Linked DNA regions of Zea mays: region 1 is linked to region 2. A link is a contact called in public Hi-C data. All regions are on one chromosome and are shown on one strand. The core of a region is the stretch at or near the end of the contact, and the rest is flanking DNA. Distances in the headings are between cores, read along the strand shown.

Evidence for each region. A called contact is a pair of places that touch in the nucleus more often than the background predicts.
Region 1: a contact with region 2 is called in a Hi-C map of endosperm, with 2.2 times the contacts expected there. The contact joins the promoter of LOC103643848 here to the promoter of LOC100282719 in region 2. A contact is called at or near these places in 6 of 25 Hi-C or Micro-C datasets (bundle sheath, ear, endosperm and 2 more).

The regions. Positions count from the first base shown.
Region 1 is chr1:270,349,225-270,355,213 of Zm-B73-REFERENCE-NAM-5.0, forward strand. It overlaps LOC103643848 (zinc finger CCCH domain-containing protein 24), which reads left to right and starts at 2,471. Exons shown (of 2, transcript XM_008667014.3): 1 at 2,471-2,841; 2 at 3,182-5,974. The coding sequence starts at 3,208. The coding sequence ends at 5,448.
Region 2 is chr1:270,081,598-270,087,071 of Zm-B73-REFERENCE-NAM-5.0, forward strand. It overlaps LOC100282719, which reads left to right and starts at 3,512. Exons shown (of 7, transcript NM_001155626.1): 1 at 3,512-3,746; 2 at 4,551-4,876. The coding sequence starts at 4,594.

The sequences.
Region 1 (5,989 bases), core at 1,221-3,720, 270 kb after region 2:
CTTTGACTATTTGCAAAAGGACTTTGAAAAGAATTTACAAAAGAATTTGCAAAAACAAAACATGTGGTGCAAGAGTGGTCCAAAATGTTAAAAATGAAGAAACAATCCTTGCATATCTTATAAGTATTTATATTGGCTCAATTCCAAGCAACCTTTGCACTTACATTATGCAAACTAGTTCAATTATGCACTTCTATACTTGCTTTGGTTTGTGTTGGCATCAATCACCAAAAAAGGGGAGATTGAAAGGGAATTAGGCTTACACCTGGTTTCTAATTGATTTTGGTGGTTGAATTGCCCAACACAAATAAATTTGACTAACTAGTTTGCTCTAGTGTGCAAGTTATCCAGGTGCCAAAGGTTCACACTTAGCCAATAAAAATACCAAGAATTGGGTTCAACAAAAAGAGCAAGGGATAACCGAAGGCAGCCCTGGTCTGGCGCACCGGACTGTCCGGTGCACCAGGGGACTTCACGCTGAACTCCTCACCTTCGGGAAAATCCAGAGGCGCTCCGCTATAATTCACCGGATTGTCCGGTGTACACCGGACAGTGTCCGGTGCCCCAGGGAAGAGCGACTCTGGAAGTCGCCAGCTTCGGGAATTCGCTCCGCTATAATTCACCGGACATGTCCGGTGTACACCGGACTGTCCGGTGAGCCAGCGGAGCAACGACTACTTCACGCCAACGGTCACCTGCAGAGGCATTAAATGCGCGCCAGAGCGCGCAGAAGTCAGGCACACACGAAGTGGCGCACCGGACACTCTACAGTGCATGTCCGGTGCGCCACCGGACATCCAGGCGGGCCCAGCAGTCAGAGCTCCAACGGTCGGAACCCAACAACCTGGTGACGTGGCTAGCGCACCGGACACTGTCCGGTGTGCACCGGACTGTCCGGTGCACCATGCGACAGACAACCTCCACCAAACGGCTAGTTTGGTGGTTGGGGTTATAAATACCCCCAACCACCCCACATTCAAGTCATCCAAGTTTTCCACCTTCCAACTACTTACAAGAGCTCTAGCATTCAATTCTAGACACACCCAAGTGATCAAATCCTCTCCAAATTCCACACAACGCCTTAGTGATTAGTGAGAGAGATTTGCTTGTGTTCTTTCGAGCTCTTGCGCTTGGATTGCTTTCTTCTTTGATTCTTTGCTTGTGATCAAAACTCAATTGTAACCAAGGCAAGAGACACCAATTGTGTGGTGGTCCTTGCGGGGAAGTTTTGTTCCCGGTTGATTTGAGAAGAGAAAGCTCACTCGGTCCGAGGGACCGTTTGAGAGAGGGAAGGGGTTGAAAAAGACCCGGCCTTTGTGGCCTACTCAACGGGGAGTAGGTTTGCGAGAACCGAACCTCGGAAAAACAAATCCGCGTGTCACACTTCTTATTTGCTTGCGATTTGTTTTTCACTCTCTCTCGCGGACTCGATTATATTTCTAACGCTAACCCGGCTTGTAGTTGTGATTAACTTTGTAAATTTTAGTTTCGCCCTATTCACCCCCCTCTAGGCGACTTTCAACCTTGCGTCCAATTTTTCAGTGCCTATCTTATGATTCAGATCTCCCCTCCCCTTGGGCCGCCTTATCCTTACTTTTACAGTTGAAGGAAGGAGTTGGTTACAAAAAAATAGACTATCCTTATCTAGATTACAAGACCTGCCTCTATCCACTAACCCCTTATATATCGGGTATTACTGTTATAATGGAAATTTGCAAATTATAAAATGAGATCGAGTTGGGGAAACAATCCTCCTTCTTAATATTGGTGAGCTCTGAATTCCTCACATATATCCTTTACAATTAACACTTAAAAATAAGAACACCTTTATTATATCACAACACGATTTTCCATAACATCTTACAGTTATTTGAGTTGGGTATCCTAACACATTCCCTACCAACACTCACTTCTAACATGTTTTGTTTTTACACGTGTTTTTACATGTGTGTGAGGTGGAGTGGCGTGATGTTACATTATAACAAAGGGTGCAATCTTCCTAATATAGTCACACATGAACCATTGATGAATTTCACTTAGACATCATAGAAAGACCTTAAGAAATATCTAAATCTAGAGAATTTCTAGCTTACCATAACAATAAGTATCTAAGCTACATGGGTTGCCATGACATTTTAGAAAAAAAATTTAAATTTTATGGTTATGATTGTTGTAGAAGATTCTAGAAGATTGTTCCTATTTTTTACATATTTTTTTTGACTTTTCGTTATTATGCTAGCATGTTTTAGAAGCTTGTCTTATTTTTTGTATGACTATGGTTTGCTATGCTTATTATAAAATTTATAGAAATTTGACTATTTTTTGTATGACAATATTTTAAGTGAAGTTTTCTTTATATATTTTAACAAGGGATAAAAAACCATACAATCTAGATCTTTAAAATCTATATAACGTATCTTTTTATTTCTACCGAATGATCTCGACTGACGACGACAGAGACAAGTAGAGTGAGGCAGGCATTGCGAGAGAAGCCGAAAGCCAAAGCCACGACTCCCTCACCCCGCAGGCCCGCACTTCCCCCAGTCTACTCTCTTTTCAGTTTCTCTCTCCCCACTTTCCCCATTTTTACCGCACATCTCTCCTTCCTCGGCGTCTCGCACACCCCAGCACCTTCGTCTCCCCTCCCCTCCCCCAACAATCGGAACCGGATAGGAAGTTCGGCTTCCTCCCGGACGACTCGGCGCAAGGTCGCAGCTTTTCTCTCGATTTTTCGCGCTTCCCCGTTTTGACGCTTGCTTCGCATGGGGATTCTGGAGATCTTTGGGGCGGTTCGCTGCTGAGATGGTTCGCCTCATCACGCGCTGCTGTGACTCCCAACAGGTAGGCTCCGCTAGACCTCTTTCTAGCCTTCTCTTGGTGCACGGAACAGCTGGGGAGTGGGGAGTACGAGTCACTAGCCTTCTCTTGGCGGCTGAGAGCGTGAGCTCGGTGGAGTTCTGATCTAGCGGAAGATGGGATTTTTGCGGGGCTGACTTGTGTTGGGTTTCTTTTGTTGCGCGATTTGGTGGTGTGGGCTTCATTCCTTCCATATATGTAGCATCTGTTTTGTATGTTGCTTCCGATTTGGTGGGATTCCATATCTCGCACTAGTGAATTAGTGATGACTTGCTTGACTAGTTTCTTGACTGGTTTCCTGTTCTATTTCTCATTGTTGCTTCAGTTCTTCCGATCCGAGGAGCCCCTGTTATGAACGGCATGCCGATCTCTGCGTCCTCTGCGGCAAGCGTCGACAGTGGCGCGGTGGCGGCCGGCACGCCCATGAAGAATGCAACGGCGGCGGACGCTCTCGCCGAGATGGCGAGACATCTTACCGTCGACACGGAAGACACCTTCGCGGGCCTGCTGGAGCTCGCCGCTGACGACGACGCAGAGGGGCTGCGCCTCGCGCTGGAGCGCGCGCCACCTGCCGCCGCGGACGAGGCTGGCCTCTGGTACGGCCGCCGGAAGGTCCTGGAGCACCGCACCCCGCTGATGGTCGCTGCCACCTATGGGAGCCTTGCCGCGCTCCGCCTGCTAGTGTCCATCTCGTATGTGGACGTCAACCGCCGCTCGGGCACGGACGGCACCACTGCCCTCCACTGCGCCGCCTCTGGTGGCTCACGGACGGCTGTTGAGTCGGTCAAGCTGCTTCTGGGAGCCGGGGCAGACGCTAACACCATGGATGACGCCGGGCGTCGTCCGGCTGATGTGATCTCTGTGCCACCGAAGATGTTTGATGCCAAGTTCGCCCTTCAAGATCTTCTTGGATTCCCCAAGTCTGAGCATGGCATGCTCCGGGTGGTGACAAGGTCCACCAACTCGATCTCATCGCCTGTTTCATCCCCCACTGCAGAGGATGCACGGTCACCGTCTGCTTCTGTGATGATGATGACAAAGTTCGCTGACTTGCCTAGGGTTGCGACATCGGAGAAGAAGGAATATCCAGTGGATCCATCCCTTCCAGACATCAAGAACAGCATATATGCTTCCGATGAGTTCCGCATGTACTCGTTCAAGATCCGCCCTTGCTCACGGGCATACTCGCATGACTGGACTGAGTGCCCATTTGTCCACCCAGGAGAGAATGCTCGGCGCCGAGACCCCCGCAAGTACCACTACAGTTGTGTGCCATGCCCAGATTTCAGGAAGGGCGTATGCCGGCGCGGAGACATGTGTGAATATGCTCATGGAGTGTTTGAGTGCTGGCTCCATCCAGCACAGTACCGGACGCGCCTATGCAAGGACGGCACAAGTTGCAATCGTCGCGTCTGTTTCTTTGCCCACACAACTGATGAACTCCGTCCATTGTATGTCTCGACTGGATCAGCGGTGCCATCTCCAAGAGCTTCAGCAACAGCTGCTATGGAGATGGCTGCAGCAATGGGCTTGATGCCCGGTTCCCCATCATCGGTTTCCGCGGTAATGTCCCCGTTTACCCCACCAATGTCCCCTTCGGGCAATGGGATGCCCCCTTCATTGGGCTGGCAGCAGCCAAATGTTCCAACTTTACATCTTCCTGGCAGCAGCCTTCAGTCAAGCAGGCTCCGAACATCACTTAGTGCAAGGGATATGCCTGCTGATGACTACTCCATGATGCGGGATCTTGATTCCCAACTTATGAATGATCTTTGCTATTCCCGTCTCAGTTCATCCACAGGGAACCACTCTGCTAGAACCAAGTCCCTGAATCCATCAAACCTGGATGACCTCTTCTCTGCTGAAATGTTATCATCCCCAAGGTATAGTAATGCTGACCAGGGTGCAATGTTTTCACCTTCTCACAAGGCTGCTATCCTGAATCAGTTCCAGCAGCAGCAGCAAGCACTGCTGTCTCCAATCAACACAGGAGTTTACTCTCCAAAGGGCGTGGACAACCAGCAGTTACCTTCACACTCATCGCTGCTGCAAGCATCACTCGGGATGCCCTCCCCTGGCCGGATGTCTCCACGATGTGTCGAATCGGGCTCCCCAATGAGCTCCCACCTAGCCGCTGCTCTTGTCCAGCGGGAGAAGCAGCAGCAGACAATGAGAAGTCTCAGCTCTCGTGACCTTGGTCCTAGCGCGGCACGAGCTTCGGCTCTTGGCTCCCCTCTAAGCTCATCATGGTCTAAGTGGGGATCTCCTTCGGGGACACCAGATTGGGGCATAAATGGTGAAGAATTGGGTAAGCTCCGGCGCTCATCGTCCTTCGAGCTGAGGTCTGGTGGTGACGACCCTGATCTCTCTTGGGTGCATACACTGGTCAAGGAATCTCCACCGGAGAAGCAAGTTACTACGGCTGAATCAATTAGTTCCGTTGGACCCTCACCACTAATGCCTCCCGGCATGAACAATGGCGACGGTTCTGGCCTGAGCACCCAGCTGGATGGACACGACCAAGCCGCGGTTATAGGAGCGTTGCTTGAACAGATGCAGCTTGACCAGCAGATTGGTAGTCTAGCAACATAGACTCACGACGCGATTGAGGTACTCAACAAAGATGGATAGCTGAAGGCGGTGATATTCAGAGATTGGTTTTCTTTAATTTTTTTTTGGGGGGGGGGGGGGGGGGGGGGGGGTAAATCCTACACATTATTATTTGAGGTTCCTTTAGGTTAAAAGAGTGAAGCTCCTCGGTTGGGGTTTGTTCCTAGGCCAACCCAGGTAGAGAGAATCGCACCCCGGCAGCATCGGTTCATCGACTGAAGCATTAACCCTCTTAAGAAAAAAAAAAGTTCGCTGTGTTGGAAATTCTTTTCCTTTCTCCCTAGCGGTGTTTATTTTGTTCATTATGGTATCGATACCTGATGTACTTACTGATGGTGTAAGTGGGATCCTATAGTAGGTCTGTCAAGTTCAAAAGGTATTTTTTTTTCTTCACCCTTTACCATTTGTCGTGGATTATCTCGTGGCCTTGTTTTGGTTAGACCTTGAGGCCGGCGTAATCCTCGTGGATGATATTTGCAAATAAATGTAATATTTGCTTTCGAACTTACTGCTACTGTTCCAA
Region 2 (5,474 bases), core at 2,262-4,761:
CCATTTCTATTATTGTTCGAGGCATCTTCTGCCTGCTCGTAAATCCAATTATCATGCAATCATTAGTTTTTTAGGTGAAATCTGCAACCTTAAGCCGTTTGGTTACTTTATAGTGTTTTTGGTTGGATGTACAACGAGGAATGAAAGCGTGCGGCCATAATTTTATAGTGTTTGGCTAAGAGTTGAGTGGAGACGAGGCGAGCTAAACACCATAGAAAATTTTGGTGGTGGCGTGATCCAAAAAAAATCGAGTGAACGGTGTCGTCCCTGCCTCATCCTATTTTAACCTAAAATTTAGGTAGGAGACTAAAGTTTAGGCTTTAATCTGTTTAGTTCTAAGGACTAAAAGTATATAGAACACATTAAATGAATCATAAGAGGACCAAAATACTATTTAACATTTTTTCACAATTAGTGTAACTAAAATAAATAAGAGGCAACAAATGAAATTAATATTGTTTAGTCTCTTTTTGCCATTCCTCGAAAAACTAGAGACAAACATTTTAGTTCATGTTTTAATCTCGTCGTTTGATAATTTATGAACTAAACGAGACTAAAATAAAGAGAGTAATCTGTAGTCCCTCGAAACCAAACTGGCCTTAAGAGGTCCTAGGCGTAGTGCACAGTCATCAGATTCAGAGCAGAATCATATCAAAGCCAGCAACGCACAACCATGCTTATTTTATTCTACTATGTTCTAGAGGCACGGGAACAGACCACACACTTGCAATGAATTTTATTCCATGGGTTTGTTTGTTCCGCCTGTGAGTGAACTGAGAATGACATCGTTTGGTTTGCTTGTTCGTTTTGGATTAAAATTAGCTCTTTGTACTGGTGCTATAATCTATAAAAACAAAACTGTAGATGTAGTGAAAAACGGTATAGATTAAAGCCAAACAAACATGCTTGCTTGCCCGGTTTGCCAATGCACAGGATAAAAAAAACCTCACTCCCTTCTGTCGCTGGAACCATCGCTAGCTAGCAGCATCGGCATGTTGCATCGCATAGGCGATTCTTGTGTCGAAAAAAGGCAGAAACGTCTTGTCTACTGGTGTCACGGCAGTGTCCAAAACCACCGCTAATCGCTGAAACCTCACGCTCTGCAGCATTGACACTCTGTTTAGTGAACGACAGACGTCAGGAGAGAGAGAGATGCCAGTGTCACGTGAGCTCCACCAGTTAACCAACAGAGGGAGGGACCTGTTAAAACACATGGGAATAGGCGCTCCACTGCTTTGTCCCTTTGGGCTTTGGTTTGGTGCCCTGTGCGCCGAACTACTCGGCCACATTTTCCTTTATTTTGTCCTGCACTCCTGCTAGCTGCTACGACCAACCACCAGCTGGGTTACTGTACACCTGTGGTTTTTTATTCCCACAGGAAACTAGATGTGCCTGATGGTACAGTAGGAGTACCCGCTAATATCCGTCCCAGATGTGGCTGGTGGAAATGTGCGGACGGAATTCCCCAAGCAAGCTACAGCAGCGCCTGCAACCTGCTCAGGGATCTTGCAGGTGCCAACGGAAATCCTAGATGCCCTGGGTGTGCTTTTGGGGCCTAGCTGGGTGAAGGCCAGAACAGTGACAGGATCTGTTCTTGGATTTCATGGGCCTACAGCCTGCTCTGTGTTGCGTTCTGTTCTGTTCCGCCGCTGAGACTCTGTCATAGATTGGGAACATAATGCTGACGAAGCTGACAGATTCACATGTCAAGTCGAAGATACACTAGCCACCCATGAAAAGCCACGTAACGTAAAGATCCAGGAATCAGGATCGATGCTTCGTGCGGCGCGCGCTGACGATTCACGTTTTGCTAGAATTAAGATCGCGTTAAAAAGAATCCAAAATAAAGTGATGTAACGTGCTTGTGGAAATGTCCGAATGTCCACTGATCCATTACTCGGCATGGCTCCATCTCCGGCAGGCACACCCAAGCACTGCGAAGGAGGAGCGCAAGTCGCTGGCGCGGCTGATCGACGCGCGCAAGCTCACGGTGGAGGCCGCGGCGCACGCCGTGCAGAACGAGCGCATGTCGGTGCGCGCCGTGGTGCAGGTGCTCTTCTCGGAGCACGGCAAGCTCAACCGCCTCGCGGAGCTGAGCGCCTCCTTCAGCGGCCAGCGCAGCCCCAGCCCTAGCCCCAACCCTGCGCTGGAGCTCCCCGGTCGCTGCCCCTCCAAGCGCGAGGTCCTCGCGCAGCACCAGGAGGTGCGCCGCCTCCGCGACGACGTCGCCAGGCTCCAGGTCCGTCAGTCGGCTTGTCTTGAGTTCTCGAGCCCGCACATGTACACCAACTTCGGTGGTGCTCCGACTGACGCTGAAACATACGTGTGCTCTATGGTGCAGGTGCAGTGCAACGCGCTGCAGGCCTAGGTGGACAGGCTGGGCTCCGAGAGGCGTCGACGCAGCGGGGGCGGCGGTGGCGGGTTCTTCAAGTGGAGCGCGTTCTGGTTCGGCGGCGGCATGGGCGCCGACGTAGGTCGACGACTTGGAGAGCGGCATGGAGCACCGGACGCCGCCCAAGGGGAAGAAGAGCGCCACGGCGACGCCCAATGCCAAGTGGCGCAAGTCCACGTCCTGAGATGACAGGGGTGTTGTGTTGAAGGGATGGCGATCGACGACTGTTAATCATGTTTTCTGCTTTTTGGCTGGGGTTTGTGATTCCTCTGAGTTTGAACGTCATATGTTGTGTTGCTGTCATCTCGAGTTTGTGTTCGTGGTGAAACTATCAGACTGGAAATTGTACCACGCGGCTAGAAGCACCTACCGTTGACAGGCAGAAGCCATGCACGAACAGATTCCAACATGGAAAATGCAAAAGTCGATGTTTAGAGATGCACATAATGTGAGACTTCTAAACTAATTTTATACTCCCTCCAGCCTTCAGATACTCGATATTTTGAACATGATCTTATATGGAAAACGTAATACATTGATCTGTTCACTATTCACTAATTTATACATGTGTTAAGCATTAAAGTGGTCGCAGTTCACACAATATTATGCTATTGTTAATTTTATTTTGGTTTCCATTTATTTCTTAAAAAGATTTTTCTTACTACTATAACATGTAAAACTACTGTATCTATCCTGCACCATGGGAGGTGATTTTTGTTATTTACGTTATTATCTACTCATTGTGTTCCTAATTATTGGTCACTTTGGCTTTTCTATAGTATAATATTCCAAACTTGTGTGTATTTCGGGTATTTGGGGGATTATCGGTGAAGCATCATGGCTCCCGACGAAGCAGGGGCTGCGACCAGGGCGGTGGATGTTGCTGGGGGCTGCCTGATGCTGGCGGCGGCTGCTGTCTGGGGGCAGCGGCAGAGCTCATGATCGTCGAGACCGTTGATACCAGATTGGTAGGAACCACGTTTCCTATACTGACGATATGTTTCCGTTGCAACGCACGGGCATCCAGCTAGTATGATTGATGTACCGTCGCAACGCACGGGCATGACACTAGTTTATTTATACAAACAATACTGCAATCCCTGCCCGTCCTCCACCTGTCCGAGACACTTACAATAATCCTTGCCCAATCCCGTCTTTAGCCGCTAGGGTTACGCGTCCACGGCGACGACCTCTGCGCAGAGCGTGCTGCGATTGGCCGGCCTTCCTGGGATCCTCCCCGCGCCCGACACCCGGAAACGCGCGCGCGCGCGAGGGAGAGACAGAGTGAGGAAACGAGGGAAGGAGACGACGCGCTCGCCTATTGGCCGCCGGCTCCGCTCCTTCGCGCCCAGTGGTCAGTATCAGCAGCGGCGTCTCAGCCTCTCCTCCCGTTCGCCCTCGCTTGCTTCCTTTTATTCCCTTGCTTCCTGATTGGCGGTTTGGTGGTGTTGGCCCCTGCCTCGCCTTTGATGCGGCGGCCGCCCCGTGACCTTGTTTCCATTTTTGGGCGGCGGCCAGGCCAGGGTTCGGTTCGGATAAGGCGGCCTCCCAATTTCGACGGAGGGAGCCGTTGCGGGGAGCTTGTAGTGGTAGTGGGTTCGGGACTCTGGAATCGAGTTCTTCCGCTTGTTGGATCGGCGGGAGATGGGATCCTGTTCATCGGAGCAGCGTACTGATGGCCCTGTCTTGTGGGGTGGGAGCAGGATTGATTTCTGCGTTACGGGCTGCAGCTTGGTTTTGTTGGTCGAGTGGAGGGAGAATTCCCGTGATCTTCAGTCCCGGGCTCCAGGCTGTGTCACATGATGTTTGGTTTTCCCTTTTGATCTGCGTTTTGTTACTGACTGCGGTTTTGAATGGTAGCTAGAGCTGAAACTCGAGTCTCGCAGCAAAAACCTTGCCATTGTTGAATTGGCCCTGATGTTTCATGTCCAGTGTTTGTGTTCTTCCGCTCCATGATTCGCGACTAGCGAGCATGTGTTCTGCCATGGATTCAGAGCGTCGTGGAGTTTTTTCGTGTCGCCGATCAAGTCAAGATCGCTACCCTGTTTTGCACCGATCATATCCTGCTTTCATTGTCGATCCTCGTTTGTGACGTACTGCCACTGTTCATCTCGGTTTGACTTTTCCATCGCTCGTCTTCCTGATGCCACTGAAACAGCGACGGCCACGGCCTGAGCGGCGCTGCCAGCAAGGCGGCTAGTATGAGCAGCATGGAGTCGCGGCCGGGCCGAACGAACCTGGTGGAGCCCATAGGGCACGGCGCCGCGCTGCCGTCCGGCGGCCAGGCAGTGCAGCCGTGGTGGACGAGCTCCGGGGCTGTGCTCGGTGCAGTCTCGCCAGCCGTCGTGGCGGTGGCGCCCGGGAGCGGGACGGGGATTAGCCTGTCGAGCAGCCCGGCAGGTGGTAGTGGTGGTGGCGGCGCGGCTAAAGGAGCCGCGAGTGACGAGAGCAGCGAGGATTCACGGAGATCTGGGGAACCAAAAGGTATGGCGCTCCTAACTTTTTTCATGTTAATAAAGAGATGGCTGAGCTGTTATTGCAGGAAGTTGTTGTAGTGGTGCCTCTTCTCTATAGTCAGCGTTCTTGCTTCTTTTAGCATACAGTACCGCATCTTGCTTTGAATTCGTTCGAAGATCTTTCTATATTTACAGTTGCCAATGGAAACTCTTGCATAAAAGATGCTTCCACCACTAAAGGACTAGATGTAGCACAACAGTTTCCTTATATGGTATTGTGAGTGTCCGGAGAAGGTCATATCCTGAATAGCAGTAACTATGCATTCAAGATCCCAGTTCAAGAAGATATCATAGGGCCTACCTAATGGCTAATGGGACCACTGTCCCGGGAGCCCTATGCCCCCGAGACCTCATCTGTCCTCGGTCAGAGGAGGAGCTTGATGTCGGTTAACTTAACGTCAAGGCACCCTAAAGGGATACCTACACATTGTGTTGTAAAATCCACGAAGAGACCTAAGATCAACTAAACCATGGGATGCTCTAAGGACCAGGGGCAACCTAGAGTGGAATAATCGAAGTCCCGAAAAGCCTTGTGCCCTGGTGCTGTGATAAGCAATCTAGGCCCC